Regions from separate parts of the Mus musculus genome. Here regions 2, 3, 4 and 5 are each linked to region 1. Evidence: chromatin contacts called from public HiChIP or PLAC-seq and promoter capture Hi-C data. All regions are on one chromosome and are shown on one strand. Each heading gives the region's core, a stretch centred on a gene start, on an enhancer-like site or on the middle of the called end of the contact. The rest is flanking DNA. Distances are from core to core; before and after follow the strand shown.

Region 1 (4,731 bases), core at 703-3,202:
AGGGCACGGCCTGCGGGTGGGTGTACCCGGCCAAGCTTGCTGAGTGAGCCCTAGGGGCCCGTTGTGCCTCGCCCCACTTTTGACAGGGATGCACCAGCCTACCGGGAGGCTGTAGGGGACACATGCCCGGGCTGCACGTGGGAGAGATCACCTGGCTTACGGGGACACGGACACACGGGTCGGTAGCACGGCTTTATCAGAGCGCGGGTGTGAAAGCCGGAGGAGGCTGGCCGATGGCCGGGCAGGGCCGCTGCAGGCCCCGCTGTCTGAAGTCCTGCGCGGTGAAGCGCGGCCGCTGTGGCAGCGACAGGAGCGGCACATAGTCGGACCGCCAGGGCAGCTTTGCCCCGAACTGGTTCCTGGTGACCACTGCGGACAGGACCGGACGAGCTCTGCAGCTGCGGGGCCGGGGGTGGGGGGGGGGCTCCCAAATCCTTATGCTGACCGAGCCCACCAGGCCACGCCCATCCTGCGCTCCCGCACCTCTGCCCATTGCTGGCCTAGCCCTCCTTATTTTTTCGTTTTTTTTTTTTTTTAATATTGTTTTCTTTTGACACTAGCTAGCCCAGGCTGCCTCCGGGACCAAAAATCCCCCTATCTCTGCCTCCGAGAGTGGAGTGACCCACGTGCAGTACTACCCCCGGCCCCCTCCTGTCCGCATCCCCTCAGCTCACCGAACTCCTTGCCACGGATTTGCCTGTCCCTCCACTGCATGCACCCCCAGCGCGGGCCTGAGTTGAGATACTGCGCGGTTATCGCGGGGTCCCAGAAGGCCATCTCCCGCAAGTGCTGTGTGTAGGCTGCGGGGAGGCACGGAAGGGAGGGTGTCAGTTTGAGACCCACGGGTGTGCACGACCGGAGGTGGGATACTCACCGGGCGGCAGGCCACGCTGGCGACTCTGAAAGCAGCCGTGCCAACGCGTGTGGGCCTCGCGGTACGGAGTGTCAAGAGCACGGGGCAGCTTGTACCAGGCATCACCAGGTTCTGAGTTGGTCAGGCCGGTGAACCACACCTGGCCGGCCGCATCCCGTCCCATGGGCGTGAATTTCCAGCGCACGGCTTGTTTGATGGCCGGCGCCCAACGGGGCCCCTCCAGGGACACGTAGTCATTGCTGAGGGAGGGTGGGGACTGAGCCAGGGCGTCCTGCTGGTCCCAGCCAGCTTTCCTGTCCCAACTCTTTGCCAAGGTGCTGGGTGAGAGTCATCCCCTTCTACCCATCTCCTCTGTGCACTTTCCCACCTGCAGTCTATATCTTGTAGCCGAGAATGGCCCTGTTTGAGGCAGTTGTCAGTGTTGACCTGGCAGCAATCCTGCCTCAGCCTTGAGCCACTTATGGCTGTTGGGGGAAGGAGGGACCAAGGGTGTGCCTAGCCTGTAACTCCCCACAGATGGTGCATGCATGGGAGGCCATGCAGGCTGCAGGAGTGGGGCTTGCAAGGGACCCACGTGAGGTGGCCTGTCATCAGCACCATGGAAGGCCCAAGTGTGAGCAGACCTATGAAATGGGACTTTTCTGCTAGGTGTGGGTGGCGACACTAAGTGTGCCAAGGCAGGAGGATCTCTGTGGGCTTATGAACAGCTCGGGATACACACAAGAATCTAAAAAGGGAGGGCATTCAGGCACATGGCTGCCACTGCAGCACCTGTAGACAGGAGAATCAATAGACCCCTCTGCTTGGGAGTATGAGTGGCAGCACCTGTCTGCTTGGGAGTGGGTGTGTGCAAATGCCTAACTTACAACCCTTGCATACCTCCATCCCAGCCACCTGAGCTGCTGGTAGGGGTAGGGGATCTGGGGTCTGGGTGAAGAAAGGGACCAAGGGCAGGAACCCACCGGTAGAGATGGTCGGGGAAGTAGAGTTCAAGGGTGCCTGAGGGAACAGAGGGCCGAGTAGCCTCCCGCCTCACGTTTTCCATGTCTGGCCCTGCCTGCCCAGAGGCTCTAGTCACCAAGGCCCTGGGGCCATTGTTGACAGGGACAAAGGTATCCCAGCAACAGGGAAGCGGGCAGCCACAGTCTAAGACCTCAGCTTACTTCCTGGTGCGGGGCTGGGACCCAAAGTGTTCCCTCCCCCCTCCCTGCCCCACAGCGGGAGGTCATGCCCTCTAGAGCGTGGGTCTCCACCCCATCTCTGTCCTCAAGACACATCCAAGTAAGGGCACAGTGACAAAGGCCACAAAGTATGGGCCATGATCTAGAGATCCACAGAAGGAAGTGGATACCTAAGTCTTGGGTTGGGGAGAATGCTCTGGGATCACTGGTGGCATCGCTGAACATGCAGAGCCCAGGGCCTGCTCATTCTGCTAGTGCATCCTGTGTATCTCATGACAATAAACAGCAACAACCAATCTCATAGCTCAGTCAACCCTTTACAGTCTGTATAGGCGGCGCTCCACTTGGGTTCCTGTTTTCTCACCAGACATCACCTCCCCCTCTCTGGTCACCAACATGCTAAGCTTGCTCCAGTCAGGGTCCTGGCCAACTTACCCAGGACACTGCTGTGGGGTGGGAGCCCAAGCCACAGGCCCTCCCTGCTTGCAGTTCTGGCTCTGTAGGCTTTGGTCCTTACTCTCTGACTCACCTGCACCCTGACCTGTATACCAGCCCTTCCCATTCATGGCCTTCACAGTCACAGCTGGCTGCTCTGTCCAGGGCAGGTGCCTTCTGAACCACACACACCAAGAAGGTCAGCCAGGAATCAGAAGGCAGGCTGCACCTACCCCTGCATATGGAACACGCCCAGCAGGATTTCCACCAACAGGAGGTCACAAGGGCCTGTGACACTAGTGCACATCTAAAGGCATTTTGCTTTTGGGTACAGATGTCAACAGCAGCAGGTGGCCCTGAACCTTAAACTCCTGTTAAGTGCAGAACCCACTTAGCTCACAAGGCTATGACTCCCACAGGCCTGCAGGCAGCCAACCCCATAGTGACTGTGTCCCAGGGGCTTCTCCAGCCATCAGCAGTTTTGGGGCAAGGCAACAAAACACAGGAGACCGACCCCAAGGTGTCACAAATACATATATACACACGTGCACACACCATAGGCCACAGCCACCACACTGGGAATCCCCAGGCAAGGGGCAGTGGAGATGGGGTATGAAGACAGGGAGGCCCAGGAAGCTTAGAGGCAGCCAGGAAGAGGCAGACAAGGCAGCTGGCTAGGGACAGGGTGAGCTGACACCCACGGGGAGGGGTTACAGAAGGCGCACACACAGACAAAGGGTGGCAATGCAATCAGAGTCAACGCAGTTAAGAGTGTCACAGGGTGAGAGGCCCAGGTCCCTGCCAGTGCCTCCCAGGGTCTTCTGGTTTGGAGTGGCAGCAGAGAGGGGCACAACGGCTCAGGTCCCCAGGTGACACTGGGTTTGGGGATTTCATGGGATCTCAGCCTCCTGCTCAGCTGTGTCCAATATGGCTTGGGCAGTGGTAACAGGTGGCAAGTGTCCATCTGGCTGAGGGTCCCCATGTCCCCGTCCCAGACACTGGCTCCACAGCTCACAATGAGGCATTTAATGAGACTCTGGGGTCTCCGGCTCCCGCCCGCCAGATGCTTCTGGGGAAGGCGGGCACAGCAAGGCCTATGCATGCTGGCTGCTCCATCTCTGCCTGTGGGCTTCACATCCCGCCTGCGGGGTCTATCGGATCCGGGTGAAGAGGTTGAGCACAGACACAGATTCCTGGGAACAGGGGATGCAGGTGACTGTGTGCCAGGGCTGTGAGAGCCCAGGGACACAACAGCAGGCTTGCCCACCACCCTGCCATGTTACCTTTGTAGAGCGTGTTTTGCTGAAGACATTCCAGAACCTCAGGGTCTCATCTCCAGCTCCGGTGACTATGGCCTCCCCATCAGGGGACATGGCCTATAGAAGGGGCAGAAGGACCTGGCTATTTCCCAGCTGCAACAGGTAGCTTCTGGGACCCAGACAAAAGCCAGGGGACATGGATTCTGGGCTAGGGCGCACAAGGCCTGCGGTGCTTGGGCTGATCCCTCTGTTCCCACACTTGGCAGGTCATATCCAAGTGTACCAGCAGCCAGGGGACACTGAAACTTGTATGGAGAGCCTATGCCCTGTGAGTGAGGTCTGGTAGACAGGACTCGCCCCACTTCCCAAATCCTAGGTTGGTGACACACTGGTGGTGACACACCAGTTTGTTAGTGCAGGAAGGCTGAGGTGATGAACACCCTCCCAGCAAGCCACAGGCAAGCCTGCCACATGGAGCCCCAGGATGCTGACAGCGACAGTGGCCAACACTCACCAGGTAGAGGACACGATATGAGTGGCCAGTGAGCTTGGCCACCTGCGTAAGGGACGGGTACTTCCACACGAGGATCTGGTTCTGTGAGTAGCCATGTGTGCTCACCTGGTGGAGAGACTAGGCATCAGAGCTGCAGAGGGCCTGGGGATTGCCTGTGGGCTTCCCTCATTGGCATCCTGGGAGTCTGGAGGCCCCTGGTGCCTCAGAGATGGGACTGACCAGGATGCATGCACTGCCTATTCTATTCCCCCAGCCCAGGCTGGCTTCATACAGTAGTACACACAGGTGGCAGGCAGGGTCTCAGCCCCCATGTTCCCACAGACTCCCAGGGGCTCAGTGCTGCTCTGGGCTGGGCTGTTTCTTCATCTTCCCCATGCTCACTGTGCACTTACCAGCTCATTGGCGTGCTTGGACCAGGCCAGGTTGCACACTTGTGAGCCTGTGTCAATGCACTGCAGTGGCTGACCT
Region 2 (4,731 bases), core at 681-3,180, 1.5 Mb before region 1:
TCTGTGAGTTTGAGGGTAAGCTACTCTACAGAGCAAGTTCCAAGACAGCCAGGGCTACACAGAGAAACCTTGTCTAGAAAATAAGTAAATAAATAAACAAACAAACGGAATAGAGAAACGTCCCATGGGTTAAGGACTCTGGCTGCTTCTCCAGAGGACTCCATTTGATGTCTAGCACCCATGTAGTAGCTTACCACTGTATTTAACTCCAGTTCTAGGGAATCCAACACCTTCTGACCTCTACACACACCAAGCATGAGCACGGTACACAAACATATGTGCAGGCAAAACACCCAAACAAATAAAAAAGAAGAAATAAGGGGCTGGCGAGATGGCTCAGTGGTTAAGAGCGCCAACTGCTCATCTGAAGGTCCTGAGTTCAAATCCCAGCAACCATATGGTGGCTCACAACCATCCGTAACAAAATCTGATGCCCTCTTCTGGAGTATCTGAGGACAGCTGTACTTACATATAATAAATAAATAAATCTAAAAAGAAGAATAAGAGGAGGAAGAGGAAGAGGAGGAGGAGGAGGAGGAGGAGGAGAAATAAAATTTTAAATAAGTAAATAAATAGGATTTAAAAAAAAGATTTATTAGCTGGGCGTGGTGGCACACGCCTTTAATCCCAGCATTTGGGAGGCAGAGGCAGGTGGATTTCTGAGTTTGAGGCCATCCTGGTCTACAGAATGAGTTCCAGGACAGCCAGGGCTATACAGAGAAACTCTGTCTCGAAAGAAAAAAAAAGATTTATTTGTTTATTATATGTAAATACACTGTAGCTGTCTTCAGACACACCAGAAGAGGGCATCAGATCTCATTACAGATGGTTGTGAGCCACCATGTGGTTGCTAGGATTTGAACTCAGGACCTATGGAAGAGCAGTCAGTGCTCTTAACTGCTGAGCCATCTCTCCAGCCCATAAATAGGATTGAAAAAAGAAAAAAGAAAAAAAGAAATAAACCATGGAATGAAGTTAGGTTCCCTTTTAGTCTCTCTATCTTTTGTTTTTGGCTTTTTTTGTTTTTGTTTTTGTTTTTCGAGACAGGGTTTTTCTGTATAGCCCTGGCTGTCCTGGAACTCACTCTGTAGACCAGGCTGGCCTCGAACTCAGAAATCTGCCTGCCTCTGCCTCCCAAATGCTAGGACTAAAGGCGTGGGCCACCACCACCCGGCACATCTCTCTATCTTTTGAGTCAAGCTTCCACTGTGTCGCCCAGTAGGGCCTCAAATTCCTGATGCTCCCGCCTGGCTATGGCTTGGCTACCAGGAGTGACCCACTGGGTTCCATCTCCTGCACCACACAAACAGAACTTGGTGGCACGTGACCATCATCTCAGCAATCAGGAAATAGAGGCAGAAGGACCAGGTCATCTTCAGCTACATGTCCAGTTTGAGCTAGCCTTGGCTACATGAGACCATGTTCAAAAAGGCAAAAATCAATGCAGGCAGCAGGCACCCTGCATAGCCCTTCCTTGCCCTGTAGTCCTTCAAGCTTGGCAATGTCTAAGGAGCCACTAGGGCATCACCAGAGACAGATGGGAGATCACATCTAAACCTCCAAACTCAGAAAATTGGGCCAAAGACATCCCTAGCAGGTTTTTCCAGCCCTCAGAGGCAGTAACGTGCACCTGAATTGCTTGAACTTGCTGGAATTTCTTCCATGGTACAGCAAGCAGACTCATGGCTGTGTGGGACGTAGACAGGAGGAGTGTAAAGGGGGACAGGGATGTTGAGGGATATGCTAGTGTTTGGATACTGGGTTCCAGCCCAGCCTGTAGGTGGCAGGAACCCCTTCTTCCTACCTTGATGCTCTCTGGTGGTATAGCCCCTGCCTAGAACCCACACAGCGAAGGGCTGGAGGTGTGACCACAAGGATCCTAAGGACCCTCCCTGCCTAGAATCCTCCAGTTAGAGCCCTGTGTGTGCTCAGGGGTGGAGCCCTGCCTAGAACCCCGCAGTGAGAGGCTGGGAGCAGACTCAGTCCTTAGCTCGACTCTAGCCAAGTACGCAGCTCGGGGTTTATGATAATATATGGAAGAGTGGAAGAAAATCACCCGCTGTGGAAGTCTGAGGAAGTGGGAGGGACTTTGCCGCGGAATGTCTGTGCCCACGCCTGGGCTGTAGTGGTAGTCTAACTCCTCACACCCCATCCCCCAGGCTCCTTCCAAGTCCAGACAGAGAAAGGAATTCCTGGCTGAGTCTAATTTAAAACAAACAAATAAACAATGTTTGCAGGGAGGAGAATGAGAGGAATGCGGGCGGGGCTCTTCCCTGCGGGAGAACCGGAGAACTGGGGCCTCGGACTGCAAGAACAGAGGTCACCACGACCCCAGCAAACTCCCACCCCATCTCTGCAAAGAGCTGGAAAGCACTGTTAAGCCCACCCCGACCGGCCTTCCAGGGTTATTCTGTTGTTTTATGGCCTTTTTGCTCCGCTGGCTGCAAATTGGGGGAGGGGAGAAAAAAAAAAAAAAAAAAAAAACACGGGAGGCGGGGTAACGACAGATTCCGGATCCCTGGTCCCGGAAACCTTTGTTTCTTAAGGCTGGGCAGCTGCTCCTCAGAGACAGTTAGGGCTCTGGACTTGGAGCACCGGTCAGTGTTTTTACTTCAAGGAAAGCTCTAACCTAGAGCAAGAGCCCAAAATTTCTCAGGTAGTTTGAAAAACAGTGAGGTGGTTTTGTGTGTGTGTGTGTGTGTGTGTGTGTGTGTGTGTGTGTGTGTTTCTTTCTGAGGTGGTTGTGTGTGTGTGTGTGTGTGTGTGTGTGTGTGTGTGTGTGTGTGTGTGTGTGTTTCTTTCTTAGTACTTGGTAAGCTGAAGCAGGAGGATTGCGGCAATTTTAATGACAACTGGGCTACATGAGACCTTGATTGTCTCCAAACATTGTTGGTGCCCACCTGTCATGCCAGCATTCAGGAGGTGGAGGCAGGCGGATCAAATGCAAAAGACTATCCTGGGCTATGTGAGACCCTGTCTCAAACCCTCTTTCTCAGATTAAAAAAAAATATATATATATATATATATATATATATATATATATATATATATATATATATATATATATATATATTCATATTCCAAGGTTGAGAGCACGCCTTGGTGGTGAGGCCCTAATATCAAATTCCCAGTGCTGAACAATAAAATGAAGTGTTACTCAGCCCTTTCCTGATGCATCTCTGAATTCCACACACTATCTGAAATCCACAAAAAATACCATCTTAGAGGCCCAGGTTTGCAGGTAACAGGAAAGCTACCCCATGCTTGTTTTTCTAGCAGGGAATTATTTTATCTGGATTTAGAAAGCAGCCTGCTCAGAGTATAGAGCAGTGAGGGAAGCCCTGTGGGCCTGTCTGATTCTAGAATTCTCCAGGATAAAGTCTGGGAACTTTAACCCTGTTGGAACCACAGGGAAGTTGGGGAAGCAGGCAGAATGAGTCTCGGCAAGGATCTCTCTTTAATATTTCTATTTTATGTGTGTGAGTGTCTTCCCTGCATGCATGCCTGTGCACCTCCTGCATACTGGTAACCACAGAGTCCAGGATCCCTTGAGACTTACAGACTGCTGTGAGCCACTACATTAGTGCAGAACATCACCCTGGGTCTGTCAGAGGAGCAGTCAGTGCTCACTGCCCATGAGTCACCTCATCAGCCTCAGCATCTGTTCAAAACCAAGGAAGCGACAGCAATAGGTTATGCTGTTTGGGAGTCACTTGGACTACCAAGACTGACCCCTGGGAAGGCCATGTCGGTGCCTGGGGTTTGTTAGCCTATGGCTCTCATTGGGAGCATTGCCAACCTAAGGGGTTTACTTAATATAGGATAAATATATATGTATTGTGTATAATTTTAGGTACATATAAAGTAATGTGATTCATTGAGGCTTTATCCAACACCCTTGGGGTTATCTGTTCCTCCTCCCTCCGCCTTGACCTCCCTTCGTCCTCCCTAGGTGGAGCCCTCTCCTCATTTTGTTTCCCACGTTATGTCATCCGAATCATACTATTCCCACCACAAGCCCCTCCCCCTCCCTTTTACACGTTCCCGGCTTCTGTACTACAGTCTACATACAACGGAAGATTGGAATATTTGAGCCTCCAGTAAGAGAGTACATTGGATGTTTGTCTTTCTGGGTCTGCGCTCCCGTGCTCAATGCCATCTTTTGGAGTTCTAGTCACTGAACCTACAAGTGTCATGATTGTTTTTCCCGACAGATGAATAATATCCCACAGTATATATAGACAACATTTTTCAGTATCTATTTATTGGTTGAAGAGCATTTGGGTTGTTTCTGATGGGTTCTTTTTCCACTGCCAGTGAAGTGAGCCAATTTACACCAGATTAGATTATATTAAAGGCAGGCTTATTGGAGCTGTCCCCAGGTGAGTTCCCTGGCCTCACTGAGGTCAGTGCAGTTGCCATGGGGAAAGGGGGAGGGAGAGAAAAAGAAGAAAAAGAAGAGAGCAAGAGACCAAAATGTCTGGATTCTGTAGAGAGGAGCCTCTGGGGTAAGGGCAGCCCCGGGGTTGGGGCAGGGCATGCCAGGCAGGCACTGAGGGATGTTGGGAGAACCTGGAGGGCAGGTCTGCTTTGGTGTGTAAAATGGGCATCTCAGCCCCCTGTCCAGGGGTCTGAAATCAGTTTCCATTTCTTAGCCCTTATGCATAGAGCAGTAAAGACAGACAGGGCTGAGCAGTCTCTGTGCAGCTGGATACTGCGGCCTTTGGACAC
Region 3 (4,731 bases), core at 1,199-3,698, 1.5 Mb before region 1:
CAGCCTGAGCTCCTTAAGGAGAATCAGTCTCAACAGAAACAGAACAGGGCCGGAGAGATGGCTCAGTGCTTAAGAGCTCTGGCTAAGCCGGGCGTGGTGGCGCACGCTTTTAATCCCAGCACTTGAGAGGCAGAGGCAGGCGGATTTCTGAGTTCGAGGCCAGCCTGGTCTACAAAGTGAGTTCCAGGACAGCCAGGGCTATACAGAGAAACCCATGGCAAGTATGCGTGCATGCACAAACACACAAGCACACACACACACACACACACACACACACACACACACACACACACGAGAACACGCACCTACACGCTCACGCATGCGCACACACTAAATAAGTATTTTAAAACCTTAAAAAATATATTAGAGGAAAACTTCCTTGGGGGGTGTGAACGGTTGGTTTGCACGTGCCTCAAGACCCCCGCACCACAAAGCAAGGTGGCCATAGTTGGGTGTGCAGGGTGAGGACACACAGACACTAGCAAGCTTTTAGCCCCATAAGAAAGCAATTGAGGAAAACACCCATCATTCCTCCTACATTCTGGCTCAACATACGCATCAGTGGGGGGGGGGGGGACGCGCTCCTAAGCACCTACACACAAATTCAAAAGGGATTTCAGATCTCAGCTCTGCATGGTGGTGTGTGCATGTCCAACACCTGGGAGGCGGAGACGGGAAAGCTGCTGAGATCCTGACCTGGATACATCTCAAACTCCAATCCAGCCCAGGCTGCAGAGTGAAATCTCAGATTGGGGTTGAGGACCTGGCTCAGCAGTAGAGCCCCTGCCTAGAATCCCCCAGGGAGGAGCTGGGGGCGTGGTCAGGGTAGAAACCCCTGCCTAGAATCCCCCAGTGAGGAACTGGGGGCACAGAATCCACCAGTAAAGGATGGAGGTGTGGTCAGGGTGGAGGCCCGCCTAGGATTCCCCAGTGAGTGGGGTGGGGGCGTGGTCAGGTGTAGACCTCAGGTCTAAGCTCCAGGTCCTGGATTCTGTAGCCAGCACTAAAGACATACATGAAAATCATTTTAAATTGAGTGAGGAAAAAAATAGCTGTAAAGCAAATTCTGGAAAGATTTCAAAGGATTCTGGTGAGAGTGGGTCTGAGGGGCTGGGCAGAGCCTTGGAGTGGGCTATAGTCACCCTTAAATGTCATGTTGGGACATAAGCATTCCCCCTAATGCTCTGTGGCTCACACAGGTCACCTGCTGAGGACAGAAGGCTGGGCTCCAGCCTGATCAGGGGCTTCTGAGACTCTGCCTGGCTCACAGCTTCTGCCATTCAAAGGAAACCGCAACCCTCCACACTTAGTATGCACCAAGTGAATGCATTTATTGTTTTCTATTTTTAGATGCTTTCAGCTCTCCACCACAGCTGTCTGGATTCACCGAGGGGTTGACGAGCTCTGGTGGAGATTGGGCGTGGGGCACACAGTCATGCCATTAGAAGAGTGCTTGAATTTAGACGCACCTCGGGTACTGCAGAGCCAAGTACCCAGCACCCACCCACCCTCACTAGTTGGGGCTTGTTCACCTCCAATGCCCCAATTTCCAGCACACACCCCCCCGCCCCCAATTGAGCTTCTCAACCCTGTCCTTAAAGGAACGCCCAGCATCCTAGCATTCCCCCATCTGTTCCCACATTCTAAAGGACCTTTCTGAGGCTTTGCAACTCCTACTCGACCTGTAAAACCCTGTGCCTTTGGAACCAGCCTCATCCCCATCTCAACTCCAGGTGGCCTGGTTCCGCGGTGCGGGTTCCTGTTCCTGCAGCATGAAGTGGACGGTCTCAGAAGCTCCCTGCCACGAAGATCTCTCACCGCGACCCCCACTCACCTCCACGAAATAAAAGCAAGGCAGGAGTGTCATGCTGTCCTTCGGCGTTTTATTCTTCTCCTTCATAGCAAGCATGGTGACGTTGGCGCTGTAGGCCGAGATTGCAGGGGGACAAAGGCAGGCTGGAGACTAGGAGCTGCGCAGATGGAGTCTCCAGGTGGGGAGATAAGGGTTAGCCAAGAGGGCTCGGGGAAACTGAGGCTGGAGCAGAGGGGGAACTTGGGGAAGGGAGAGGCCGGAGCCCCCGCGCGCGCACGCGGCTCGTTCACCTGGAGGGAGCAAGGAGGGCGGAGTCCCTTGCAAAGCGCGGACACAAAGCCAGGGTCCCCGCGTGGGAGGGACGCGAGGCCCGGGCGCGGTGTGCGGCGCGTGAGCTCTTTGTCTGCGCGCTCTGCAGCCCGCTCGGCCCCGCCCCAACCCCGCCCCCGGCTTGGGCGCCTCCGCCTCCCACTCTGCGGGTCTCAGGGTCTCTGGCCCTGCGCGGGGACCGCAATCTGGGTCTCGTCCCTGCCCCTTGCGCGTGCCTTCTGTGCGCCTTGCGCGAGCACGGTTGATCTCCGGGACCTAGGAGCGCGCGGCGCAGTGTGGGGAAGGCGAGATCCCGCGCCCCGCGCCTCCAGTTGCCTCCCTGCGTCTCACGGTCGCCGATTCCTCGGCCCCCACGCCTTCCGTGCCCGCGGCTCGCTGGAGTCCGTTTCCATGGTGAGGTCCCTGGGCGCCTGAGCAAAAGGAGACAAAGACACAGGGGTGGAGGGGCTGTCCTCTACCTTCTCTCCCCCTCGTCCCCGTCCCACCTCTCCTCTGTCCAACCACCAGGGCCACCTCACCCTCCTGACCCTGGGCAGTTGATGCCTTGAGGATAAAGGACTGTAATGTGCACTTATGCAGTGCTTGCTGTTTTCAAGGGTTTCCTCTCCACAGAGGCAGTCCTGTAAATGTACCCACTGGTTGACCCCACCCCATCCTGGATGGGACAAACTGAGGCCCTAAGATGTTAGATCGGAATAGTCACTATCTGCTGAGCACCTACTGTATACCAGGCCCTTAACAAACTCTTGTGACCCACTGGGAAGTGGGACTTAGGCTGACAGACCCTGCAACTCTCTGTTGAAAGCTGAGTGTAGTGGTACACGGCTGACGTCCCAGTATTCAAGAGGCTGAGTCTGGAGGATTGTTGTAAGTCCCAGCCCAGCCTGGCCTACACAGTGAGACTCTGTCTTAAAATCATTAAAAAGGGAGTGGTGTGGAGGCCAGAGCGATGTCTCAATCTGTAAAGCACTTGTGCTGCAGGCGTGAGGACCTGAGTTCGAATCCCTCTGCCCTGGGTACAGGAGGAAGGCAGGATCACCAGGACTCTCCAGCCACCATCTCACCTAAGCAGCAAGCAGCAAGCCAAGGAGAGACCCTGTCCCCAAAGGTCAGGTCAAGCTAGGGTTGGTCTCAGGGACCAAGAAGCCTGCTTGTGTTCCTCTCTCTTTCTGTGAGACTGGCGGGGGGATTCCATGGGGTCAGCCTGCATAGTGACACCCTCTTTCAAAAAAACCAAAAAGGGCCTTTGAAAGGACCCATGAGCACACAGAGGCTGTAGGGCTCACGTATAAACATGAGCACGCAGGACTGCAGGGCTCAAATATAAACACGAGCACGCAGGCACCGCAGGGCTCACGTATAAATATTATGGGTTTATTCTCACTGTCTCAATGCTTTCCCCAAACTGACTGCTGTGTTCCCAGACTCTACCTCAGCCTCATGTTTTCTGAGTTTCCTCATGGGAACAGCAAGCTCCCCAGGCCTGATGGCCATACAGAGACACCCAGCACAAAAGGAGCAGCAAAGAGGAGCTGGTGGTGTGTGTGCAGTTTTCAGTCACGTAAGGCAGGAGAATTGCTGTGAGTTTTGATATAACCTGCTCTATAGACTGAGATTGTGACTCAAAACAAAAAAAGAAATAAAAACAAAAACAGTGGGCCGAAGGTGGTGGCGCACGCCTTTAATCCCAGCACTCAGGAGGCAGAGGCAGGCGGATTTCTGAGTTCGAGGCCAGCCTGGTCTACAGAGTGAGAACCAGGACAGCCAGGGCTACACAGAGAAACCCTGTCTCGAAAAACCAACAAAACAAAACAAAACCCAACAAAACAAAACAAAAACAAAAAGAGTGTGGTGGTCCCAGCCTGTCTTTCCAGCACTCTGGGAGATGAGGCAGGATTACTGTAAGTTCCAGGCAAGCCTGGGCTACATAGTGAGTTCTAGGACAGCCAAAGACCAGCAATGCTACATAGTAAGACTCTGTCTCAAAAATAAATAAATATATAAATAAGGAATAAAGAATGTCCTGGGTGACTAGAGAGATGGTTTAGTGGATAGAGCTGTGGCCACTCTTACAGAGGACTCAGGTTCAACTGCCATTACCCACATGGGGCTCACTGTAACTCCAGCCCCAGGGAATCAGGTGCCCTCTTTTGTTCACAGTGTGCACCAGGCACACATGTAGTACGAGACACAGTGGCAGGCAAAAGACTTACACATATAAAATAAAATAAGTAAATCTAAAAATCAGACTAGGTATTGTAGCACAAACCTGTTGTGCCAGCTTAGGAAGCTGAGGCAGAAGGATTGTCATGAATTGCAAGCCAGCCTGGACTGCAGGTGAGTAAGACACTGTCTCAGAAGAACAGCAATGGCAGATAGAGCAGGTCACGTCACCCCTGTCGTCCTATCACTCGGGAAGTAGAGGCTGGAGGATTAAAAGTTCAGGGTAATCTTTGTCTATATAGGGTTCCAGGCCAGTCTAGATTACAGGTGACTGTTTATAAAAACATGCACAAGAGTTGGACGGTGGTGGCAACGCCCTTAGCCCCAGCACTCAGGAGGCAGAGGCAGTTAGATCTCTGAGTTTG
Region 4 (4,731 bases), core at 907-3,406, 1.3 Mb before region 1:
CGGGCGGTTCCGCTGTCTGGGAAGCTCTCAGCATCTCAAAGGCAGGTGAGCAGGGCAGGATGGACTGGCGGGAAGAGAAGAGTGCTGTGGGTGTGGTTAGGGCTAGAAGATAGGGGCGGGCCATATGCACCATAGGGGCAGAGCCCGACTGTATGAGGGAAGCCTGGAAAGGTGGAAGTGCTCAGAGGAGCTTTTTGGATGGAGTCCAGGGGAGGTGAGGAGTGTCTGTCCTTCGATACAGGTGTGCCAGGTCCTCTGAGTGGGCGTAGTCTCTTAGACTCGTGGGCGTGGCTCGCAGCAGGGTAGGGTGAGAAGGAATTGGGTTGGGTCCAGGTGTCCAAGACAGGCCAAGGACAGGTCTAGTAGGGAGTATCGAGATTTCGAGGAGCAATAGGGGCCATGGCCTGCATCCCTGGTCCTGTCCCCTCCAGGTTCGGGGCTGGCCACACACTGACTCTAAGGGTCCCACCGGACCAGCCTGAGCCGGCGATAGCCTTCATCAGGATCACATTCCCTGGGGCTGAACTCCGGGAGGTGCACGGCAGCCGTCTGCGCTTCCAACTGCCACCGGGGGGCAGATGCACCCTGACACGAGTGTTCAGGGAGCTGGCTGCCCAGGGCAGGGCCCACGGTGTGGAGGACTTCTCTGTGAGCCAGACCACTCTGGAGGAGGTGACTTCGGGCACCATCAAAGGGTTTGAAGGGAAGAGCTGAGGTGCCTCAGGACCCTGGGCTGACATCTACCCCCACCCCATGCATTTCTGCCCCCTCCATGTCTCTGCCCTGCCAGGTGTTCCTATATTTCTCCAAAGACCAAGGGGAAGAGGAAGAGAGCAGTCGGCAGGAGGCTGAAGAAGAGGAGGTTTCCAAACCTGGCCGGCAGCATCCCAAACGTGTCAGCCGATTCCTGGAAGACCCCAGCTCTGTGGAGACCATGATCTGAGCATGCCTGCCTTGGGACTGAGTGGCAAAGCTCAGACAGAGGATCTCTGTACCATACGCTGGCTCCCAGAAAGCCTTGGGCTCTGGGGGAAATAAAAAGAAACTAGAATGAGAATGAGGCCACGGCTGAGTTTGTGTTTTAGGAGTCTTAGCTCTGTACAGTCCCATACACTATCACATGTACAGTATGCGCGTGTGTCCTGCTGTGAATTGCCTGCAACACGGACACTTCCCAGGTGTCCAGTCACACGTATCCTGACCTGCATGTACCTATGTGGGTCTGACACCCAAGGGCGGGACTTGTGAGTGTTTCTGACCGTGAAGTAGAGATGAGGTCAGGCTTGTGGAATGTTCCAGACGGTATAGAGGACCCTGGTACTTTCCTGGCCTGACCGGACCAGAAGCCCACCCCAGAGCCAGCCAGTCTTCATCCTGAGACAACCTCCCAAGCCCACCCCCAGCCATCCAACTATGAGTGGGAGGCACGGGACCCTTAAGGGGCTCCTCGGCTGGGTTTGTGGCTGGACCAGAGCTTGGAGAGCGGGCCTAGGTACTGCAGGCTGCGGCCTTTCTGGGCTGTGTCCCCGAGAGCCACCCAGTGTGCCTGAGGTCAGTGGAGTTTGGGATGGTTAAGGGACATGGTGTCTAAATTATTAAATAGTACCTCTGGGGATCCTGAGACCTGAAGCTCAGAGCTGGGATATAGAGGGCAGAGTGGGAGTGGGAGCTAAGTGGAGGCCAGCAGGGCAGTGGAGCTCCTGGGTTGCTGGATGGAAGCCACCCAGGCATGGCACCTTCAGGTCCTATGGTCCCCAGAAGACTGTAAGGCTGGTGATTATAGGGAATGGGGGGTCACCTGTGCATGGTGAGGGACTCAGGGGGTGTCTGTTTGATCTGTGTGTGAACCTGTTGCTCAGCCTCCTCTCTGGTCTTTCATATCAGTATACACATGACACTGCCTTTCTTGACTGTATGTTATGTCCCAAGCAAGAGTCAGCTAATGCCTGGATCGGGTGGCCACACAGGACACAGGCTGCAAGTGGAAGGTGGCCTGCTGTGGGGAACCTGTGTCAGAGTCAGTGTGCAGAGTCCTATAAGAGCTGACACTTGGGACAGTCACACTGGGGGCGGATCTGAGGTGTCACCTCCCTCCCTCTGCTGGGGAGCCTTTTCCTGTGTAGGAGACTTATGCGCCAATGAGAGCCAAGCCAGTCACGTGTGGCTCTGACAGCTGGGGAGGGGGTGGCCCTGAGCAATGTGGTCCAGAGACAGCCTGCACCAGGAGTTGCAGGACTGAGACCACCCCCAGACTCCCACCCTGCCGTTGCCCGCCTGTCCTCACCTAGGGCCACTGGGGCTGACTCCACCATGTTCTCTCGGAAGAAGCGAGAACTTATGAAAACTCCCTCTATTTCCAAAAAGAACCGCGCGGGGAGCCCCAACCCGCAGTCCTCCTCAGGGGTGAGTGGGGCACAGAGCGGGTGGGGACCCAGGATGACACCCACAGCCTGTGGTCACTGATGGGCATAGCATGCAACTACAACACCATGCTGGGTCCACGCTGGGGGAACCGGGCCAGCTATAGTCCACACCAGGCAGAATGGCCGGCGACAAGGAGTGGCCTGAACCTAGGAGGCCGCATTACGGTAGGTAGGGATGGCCTTGGGTGGCAACCAAGTCACCCATCTTGATGAGGGATGTCCCCGTCGTGTGCCAATGACGGTTGTGGGTAGTGGGTAGAACTGGTATTGGAGTCTAGTGACTACACTGTAATATGGGGTCTGGGCAATTTTAGGGTTCTGAAAGCCAATGGGGAACTGGTGTTGAACTGGGGTGCAGGTGTACAGAGCAGATTGGGGGGGTCTCCAAGTTTCTCCAGGACCTGCTGCTGCCTGCTGAGCTTTTGAGAATTTGTGAGGTTTAGGGGTACCTCTACTAGGTCTGGGGGTGTCCTGAGACACAGGAGCCTGATGATCTTTTCAGGTCACAGAAGTTATCCATGTTTTTAGAAAGTGGACACCCGTAGAGGTATCTGGGGTGGCTACAGGGTTAGAGACTCACAAGAGTCCTCCCCACCCCCACCAGGAAGTGGGGTGCCCCCTCCCTCCTGTGCCCCACAGGCCCCGCCTCTGGCTGTGGTTTGGGTAGGGACGGTTGTTTGTGAAAGCTATAGACAGGAGGATGTTGGGTAACAGGTGGGGGGGGGGGAGCTTAAAATTCTCTGCCCACTGACCTCTGACCCCTGTGAGGACTTTCTGGGGAAACTGAGGCAGTGTCTGGGATGGGGGATCCCCTTGACTCCTCTTCCCTATGCATACCTAGGAGCTGCCCAGGAAGGATTGGACAGAAGCTCCCGGCCTGGAGCCACCAGCCACATCCCTGTCCACGGTAGCCAAGGGCACAGGGACACTCAAAAGACCCACCAGCCTGAGCCGCCATGCCAGTGCAGCAGGCTTCCCGCTCTCGGGCACTGCCACCTGGACCCTGGGCCGTGGGTACCGAAGCCCCCTTTCTGCGGCCAGTCCGGCAGAGTTACCCACTGAGGGAGCTTTCCCTGATGGCGTAGAAGACATCTCAACCCTGCTGGCGGATGTGGCCCGCTTTGCTGAGGGCTTGGAGAAGCTCAAGGAGTGTGTGCTGCAGGACGGTGAGGATCTTCAGAGCAGCACGGAGGGAGGGCAGGAGGTGGGCAGCCTCTCAGCCCAGCACTCAGGCAGGAGGATCTCTGTGAGTCTACACTTGAGTCTTATGCAGGTCAGCCAGAATTACAGTGAGACCCTGACTCAGAAAGAATGAAAGAAAGAAAGAAAGAAAGAAAGAAAGAAAGAAAGAAAGAAAGGAAGGAAGGAAGGAAGGAAGGAAGGAAGGAAGGAAGAAAGAAAGAAAGAAAGAAAGAAAGAAAGAAAGAAAGAAAGAAAGAAAGAGAAAGAGAGAGAGAGAGAGAAGTGGCGCACGCCTTTAATCCCAGCACTTGGGAGGCAGAGGCAGGTGGATTTCTGAGTTCAAGGCCAGCCTGGTCTACAAAGTGAGTTCCAGGACAGACAGGGCTATACAGAAAAACCCTGTCTCGAAAAGCCAAAAAAAAAAAAAAAAAAAAAAAAAGGTAGAAGAAGAAAAAGGGCGGGGGGGGGATATGAGGAGGTTTCAAATAGGATGAAAAGAAGTGCATGTGTCAACTAAAGTTCTGAAGGATGTGTAGGAGTTTGCTGGCGTGCCTGGTCCTACAGGGGGAATGTCTTAGGCATTTGCTCAGATACATAGAAACTGAGGTTGTATGTAAGGAGCACTGTGTGAGGACAGAGGGCTGCAGAGGCAGAAGGACCCTGGCTGCAGCACTGGGGGACTGCAGAACACGGAAGGTGTTAAAGCAGAGGCCACGGGAGGTACTGGAAGTGAGTGGCCCCGTTCCGTTTTCTCCTGCATGCAGTTGATGATGGCTCCGTCCGTTTCCTCCAGAGTTATTTTCACCTCCTTCCTGTTTGTCTCTGGCAGCTCAGTGAGATGGGTCGGGCACCAGACTCAGCCCCCCCCGCCCCCCCCCCCCGCTGCTCCCCGGAAACCACTTGTCAGAGCTGTGCCCAGCACGCAGCTCCAGTCCTCCCAGTCACTCCCTCCCACAGATCCAGAGAGATCCAGGGAGGTGGAGGCTGGGTCTGCCCTCACCCAGGAGCCTGTGCAGGCCACTCCCTCCTGGAGAGCCCCTGGGCTTATCTGGACTCCCCGGTGGAGGCTGAGTCTGCTTTTCTGGGGAAATCTTAATCTCCGGCCTTTCTTTACCCAGGCATCCTT
Region 5 (4,731 bases), core at 1,257-3,756, 1.3 Mb before region 1:
ACAATGCCTTCTTCCGGCCCCGCAGGTAGTTCTCCACTATGATGCCAGCCACTGTGCGGCCCTTGCCCACGCCGGCCCCATCCCCAATCAGAAAACCAGCACGCTGCCCACTGGGCAGCAGGACCTCGTGTTGCTGTGGTGAGCATGAACAGAGGTGGGTCAGGCCTGTGTGCCTGGCACCCTCCTTATGAGCTGGGGGGGGGGGCGGGGCGGGGAGGCCTGGCACCCTCCTTATGAGCTGGGGTGGGGGGGGCGGGGCGGGGAGGCCTGGCACCCTCCTTATGAGCTGGGGGTGGGGGTGGGGGTTGGGGCGGGGATGCCTGGCACCCTCCTTATGAGCTGGGGCGGGGGTGGTGGTGGGGCGGGGAGGCCTGGCACCCTCCTTATGAGCTGGGGCGGGGGGGGGGGGGGAGGCCAGCTACCTGGCAGGCATAGGTGATGGCTTCCAGCTGTAGGGCAGACAGGGTGCTGTTGTCTGAGGTGGGTAGCGCTAGGGTGTAGGTGATGTCCGGGGGTGGAACACTGGACAGTGTGCTGGTCTCAACCACACGGTCTGGGTGTTGCTTTCCAATCTTGGCTGGACAGGGGACAGAGGGCAGGCAGACTTGGCACATGACAAAGGAAGAGTGGCCAGCAGGATGCCATTCATCCACTGCACACACAACCTGCTCCTGACGCCCCACACTGTGGATGATGAACCCACCCGTCTTCTTAGTGGTGTCTCCGTGCCATCCCTGGCCCAGACACTTACACTTAGATGGTACATAGTCAGCATAGGTCTCAGCATGGCCCAGTTCCTCAGTCTCCTCCTCTTCCTCCCCTTCTTCCTCCTCAGGCTGGCTGTGTGACTATAGGGGGTGGGTGACAGTTCAGGGGTCTGGTCCACATTGCAGTGATCCAGCTTCCCCAAGGGCAGCAGGGATGCTGCACAAAGTGGCCCCAGCACACTGACGTGGCTCTGCCCTCAGCCCTAAGGTGGGGTCTCAGTTTTCCCAACTGTAAAACGGGTAGGGCATCCCAGCACCCAGGCTGCCCAGGGCATGGCACACTGGAGATGCCTTCGGAGTATCTCTAGATCCCCAGGAAACACTGCAGCCACTCAGATCACCTGATAGCTGATGAGAAGTGGAGTGCTGGAGAGCGAAGTCACCGGGTCTTCAGGAGCCGAGAATGGCCCACTAGGTATGAACAGCTGTAGGGGACAGCAGGGCAGGGTGTGAGCCATGGCCTTCTATGGCAGTGTCTGTGTCCTTAGACAGGGGACTGCTCAGCCTCAGGGACCAAAGCCTTGCCTGACTCATCCTGGGACCTGGCAGACCATGGTAGGGAGGGCTGACAACAGTCTGTGTCTCTGTGGCACATGGGAGACCCCAAGATGGTAGCCCCTGGTCCAGGGAAAAGTGGACAAAAGCCAGCCAGATAGTCCCAGGATGCAGACTTGGGCCCTGAGGGCTGGGCAAATGTCCTTGGGAGTAATCTGTGCTAAGGAACTGCCCTACTACCTGTGTGTGTGTGGGGGGGGGGGGGGCTGAGGGCCTCCTCGGGGTGAAGGTTCTATTGTGAGCAACAGAGTGAGAATGTCCCCAACACTGTGACCAAACTGCAAATGTCCCTCTGTAGGAGATATGGATGGACCACAGTGCTGACCAGGTCTGGACAAGTGGTGTGGCCTGGCCTGCGGGCTGAGTCTAAAGCCACTCAGGGTACATGGCTCTCTTTTGCACACTGATTCTCAACTCCTCAATCTAGAGACATACAGATAGATTTTAAAGATTTATTTTGTACATATGGGTGCTTTCCTTACATGTATATAAAGCACACTGTGTGAAGGTAGTGCCTACCGAGGCCCGAAGAAGGTGCCAGACCCCCCGAAACTAGAGTTACAGACGGCTGAGCTCACCATGTAGAAGCTGGGGACAGAGCCTGTGTCCTCGGTAAAGGCATCATACCCCTTAGTTTGTTTGTTTTGTTTTGTCTTTTTCAGACCAGGGTCATGTAGCCCAGGCTGGTCTTCTCAAACACCCTAACGAGCCGAGGGTGACCCTGAACTCCCTGTACCTTCTGAGTGCTGGGATTACGGGGACAACACCACACCTGGGCCATCTGGTGCTGAGGACGGAGCGCAGGGCTTGGTGCATGCCAGGGAGCACTCTCCCCACTGAGCCACAGTCCCTCTGATTGGCAGCACAGGGACAGCTGCTCAGCCTCCAGCCCTAACCTGGAGGGCTTGCTTCAGATGCAGCATCCTTGAGGGGGGACAGGAGTCTCTGAGGCACTTCAGGCACAGTCACTGTCACATGTCCCTTGCTCTGCTGGGCACAGGGCCAGGGGTGTTGAAAGCCAGCGGAAGCTTGGGAAGGTTACAAGTCCACACTCAACCCTCCTGCCTTGTTTTTTTTTTTTTTTTTTTTTTTTTCTTTCTTAAATTAACAAAAACCCAAACAGACTGTGGAGGTTCCTGGAAGGCTGAGTCATGTTCCGGGCTGGAGCAGCACAGGGTGTTGGGTTTCAGATATGGCTGTGGCGCTTGGTCCAGGCAGCCTGGGGCCCTGGGCAGGATAGGCAGTACCCTGTGGCCTTGATCTCATAGCTCCACACAGTAGGGGGTGGGGGACACACAGGGACTGCCGGTCCTGCTGGCTCTGCACCAACTGCACTGTCAGCCCTTAACTCTGAGCTGTATGGCACCAAGGCTTCCTTCCTGAAGACTCCTGGGAGCCTCCCTAACTTACACTCTCAAAGTCTAGAAGCTTCCATCTAGAAGACCCTGGCAAGGCCTAGTCCATGCCAGGAGCTCCCGACAGAGTAACCATACATACCTCCCAGACACTGTTAGTGTCCCCTGGGGGCAAAAATAACTGCTGGCTAAGATCCCTCTAGGTCAGAGTCCTGCACACCCGGAAGCCTCTGTGTCCCACAGTCACCTGCCTGCTGAGTGGGTGGACAGAGAGAAGTTGACCCCAGAAGCTAGGGTCCCCTGAGAGACACTGCTTGCCTCAAAGTGGCGGTCAGTCACAGTAGACCATCCATCAGGTCCACTGAGGGTGGAGAGCCTGGGATGAGAACTGGTGACCCAAGCTACCTTTAGAGTCAGACATGCTGGCACACACCTGTCACCCCAGGATTCAGGGACTGAGATAGGTGGATTGGTAGCCCAAGGGCAACCTTGGCTAAAAGAGTAAAGTTGACACCAGACTGGGCTATGTGAGATCCTGGCTCAGAAACTAAATGAAACCAAACAAAAATAAACTCAAACTGCTTTCCACTCTCTCTAGGAATCGCTGTGTTCCTAGCAGGTATACAACAGCTGGGACCCAGTATGGGGCATGAGGGGACATGGGGTATGTGGAGGCCTTTAGGGCTGTGGGACTGGCCCGCCAGCCTGGGGTATAGGACCCCTTATAACCCAGGCCTGAACACACTGTTGTCAATCACAAGCTCTGCCACCTGTCCACCTGTGTCACCAGAGTGCCCTTGGAGGTGCCCTGAATGCTGACCTTGTCATGGGTAGTTGAGGTGGTGCTGACATCCCAGATGGTAGGCACCTCGTTGAGGCTGTCAGCCTGCAGGAAGTCAGGTGTGTCTGGGATGTCTGACAGGGAATCCACAGATGAAGAGAAGACAGAGGCATTGGAGAGGTCCTCGAGGCATGAGGGGTCCTAGGAGACAGGCAGCAGTGACACAGTGGCCAGCTGTGTGTGCACTCAGGGTCCAGGCGAGCAACCATGTGTTCCAAGTATCACACAGCCAGGAACAGGACACCACAGCATGGAGTGACCATGAGGACATGGCGCTCAGTGAGGGCAAGACACGCAAGGCCGGCCACACAGCGGGGACTCCATAACAGAAAATGTCCAGACTAGAGAACGCAGGCATAGCAAGTGGCTCAGCATTCCCAGAGCTGGGGAAGGGTGGGGTGATGGCCACGACGACAACATTAAAACCACAGGAATGTACAGTTTAAATGAACTATGGAATATGTATGAACCTGAATAACCACGCTGTTTACTTTGTAGCCCAGGCTGCCCTCAGAGTCACTGCAGTTCTCCCCCAGCCTCCTGAGTGAGCCACCACGCCAGACAGACAGGAGTCCTTTCTCCACCCTGAGTCCCTGAGAGCACCTGCAGGCTGGGATTCTCCATGTCCCAACCCTGACGCATAAGGGACCTCTGGAGGCCAGGGTGCCGCCCCTGAGGCCTGCGCCTGGGCAGTCACCCTGTCTGTCTCACTGTGCCTGTGTCCCACAGCAGCCGCAGCATAGTACTCTTCAGTTCAGGATCAGGTAACCAGAGCGACCTGTCCTGCTGACGGCTCCCAGGAAGCCCGGGGAGCATCGCCTTGGCAGGGCAGGAGGCCAGGAAGTCCCACAGGACTACAATCAGGACCAGGGGTAAGCTGCTGTGGAGAGTCCATTTACACACCCTCCCCCCAGCCTTGACAGTGAGCACTCAAGGGTGCACAACAGGCTCCCCAGGCTCTGCCTGAGAGACACCCAAGGTGAACGGGTGCTTAGAGGCCAGGGAGGATAGGGCTATGCTGAGTGAAGGGGCTGTCCTGAACCTAGGTAACCCGTTACAGGTCACCTGCTCTGCCCCAGGAGACAAGAAGGCTAAGTGACTAGGCAACGGGGTTTCAAGGCTTCAAGGTCAGAAGAGACAGAAGAGCCCTGAGTATGGCCCTCAGCCTACCCAGCCTGGTGTGAGGCTGCCATCCAGGGCTTATTTTCTTAGA

What was found. Promoter capture Hi-C pulls out the DNA fragments that hold promoters and counts their contacts. HiChIP or PLAC-seq counts read pairs in DNA pulled down with a chosen protein or histone mark. Capture Hi-C pulls out chosen DNA fragments and counts their contacts.
Region 2: a contact with region 1 is called in a FOXA1 HiChIP or PLAC-seq map of pancreatic cancer cells. The contact joins the enhancer-like site here to the promoter of 4930404N11Rik in region 1. A contact is called at or near these places in 1 of 39 promoter capture datasets (liver), 2 of 115 datasets of contacts at active chromatin or transcription factors (bone marrow-derived dendritic cells and pancreatic cancer cells) and 1 of 9 other capture datasets (liver).
Region 3: a promoter capture Hi-C map of hippocampal neurons shows a contact between it and region 1, with 2.8 times the contacts expected there. The contact joins the promoter of Plppr3 here to the promoter of 4930404N11Rik in region 1. A contact is called at or near these places in 2 of 39 promoter capture datasets (hippocampal neurons and neutrophils), 2 of 115 datasets of contacts at active chromatin or transcription factors (bone marrow-derived dendritic cells and embryonic forebrain) and 3 of 9 other capture datasets (adipose tissue, liver and pancreatic islet).
Region 4: a contact with region 1 is called in a promoter capture Hi-C map of liver, with 5 times the contacts expected there. The contact joins the promoter of Arhgap45 here to the promoter of 4930404N11Rik in region 1. A contact is called at or near these places in 3 of 39 promoter capture datasets (hematopoietic stem and progenitor cells, hippocampal neurons and neutrophils), 1 of 484 Hi-C or Micro-C datasets (B cells), 1 of 115 datasets of contacts at active chromatin or transcription factors (stem cell-derived neural progenitor cells) and 1 of 9 other capture datasets (liver).
Region 5: a promoter capture Hi-C map of liver shows a contact between it and region 1, with 3 times the contacts expected there. The contact joins the enhancer-like site here to the promoter of 4930404N11Rik in region 1. A contact is called at or near these places in 3 of 39 promoter capture datasets (liver and pre-B cells), 1 of 115 datasets of contacts at active chromatin or transcription factors (pancreatic cancer cells) and 1 of 9 other capture datasets (liver).

Annotation. Positions count from the first base shown.
Region 1 is chr10:81,363,868-81,368,598 of GRCm38.p6, forward strand. It overlaps 4930404N11Rik (RIKEN cDNA 4930404N11 gene), which reads right to left and starts at 1,953. Exons shown (of 4, transcript NM_001014836.3): 1 at 1,837-1,953; 2 at 875-1,113; 3 at 675-800; 4 at 157-369. The coding sequence starts at 1,919. The coding sequence ends at 197. Mfsd12 (major facilitator superfamily domain containing 12) reads left to right here. Exons shown (of 10, transcript NM_028657.4): 10 at 1-2,358. Fzr1 (fizzy and cell division cycle 20 related 1) reads right to left here. Exons shown (of 14, transcript NM_019757.1): 11 at 4,656-4,731; 12 at 4,264-4,368; 13 at 3,774-3,866; 14 at 3,012-3,683. The coding sequence ends at 3,642.
Region 2 is chr10:79,838,916-79,843,646 of GRCm38.p6, forward strand. No RefSeq gene overlaps it. Among named protein-coding and RNA genes, the nearest start is that of Ptbp1, 13 kb to the right of the region's middle. Within about 2 kb of position 1,931, at least 285 of the 459 cell types and tissues checked have an H3K27ac peak or open chromatin away from gene starts, as enhancers often do. A contact at or near this core is called in bone marrow-derived dendritic cells, liver and pancreatic cancer cells, where this site is marked.
Region 3 is chr10:79,872,186-79,876,916 of GRCm38.p6, forward strand. Plppr3 (phospholipid phosphatase related 3) reads right to left here and starts at 2,449. Exons shown (of 7, transcript NM_181681.2): 1 at 1,835-2,449. The coding sequence starts at 1,909.
Region 4 is chr10:80,014,516-80,019,246 of GRCm38.p6, forward strand. It overlaps Arhgap45 (Rho GTPase activating protein 45), which reads left to right and starts at 2,157. Exons shown (of 23, transcript NM_001142701.1): 1 at 2,157-2,403; 2 at 3,265-3,589. The coding sequence starts at 2,311. Abca7 (ATP-binding cassette, sub-family A (ABC1), member 7) reads left to right here. Exons shown (of 47, transcript NM_001347081.2): 45 at 1-45; 46 at 432-672; 47 at 791-1,057. The coding sequence ends at 943.
Region 5 is chr10:80,068,860-80,073,590 of GRCm38.p6, forward strand. Sbno2 (strawberry notch 2) reads right to left here. Exons shown (of 32, transcript NM_183426.2): 5 at 3,498-3,659; 6 at 1,109-1,192; 7 at 752-848; 8 at 423-577; 9 at 1-133. Among named protein-coding and RNA genes, the nearest start is that of Gpx4, 18 kb to the left of the region's middle. Within about 2 kb of position 2,507, at least 215 of the 459 cell types and tissues checked have an H3K27ac peak or open chromatin away from gene starts, as enhancers often do. A contact at or near this core is called in liver and pancreatic cancer cells, where this site is marked.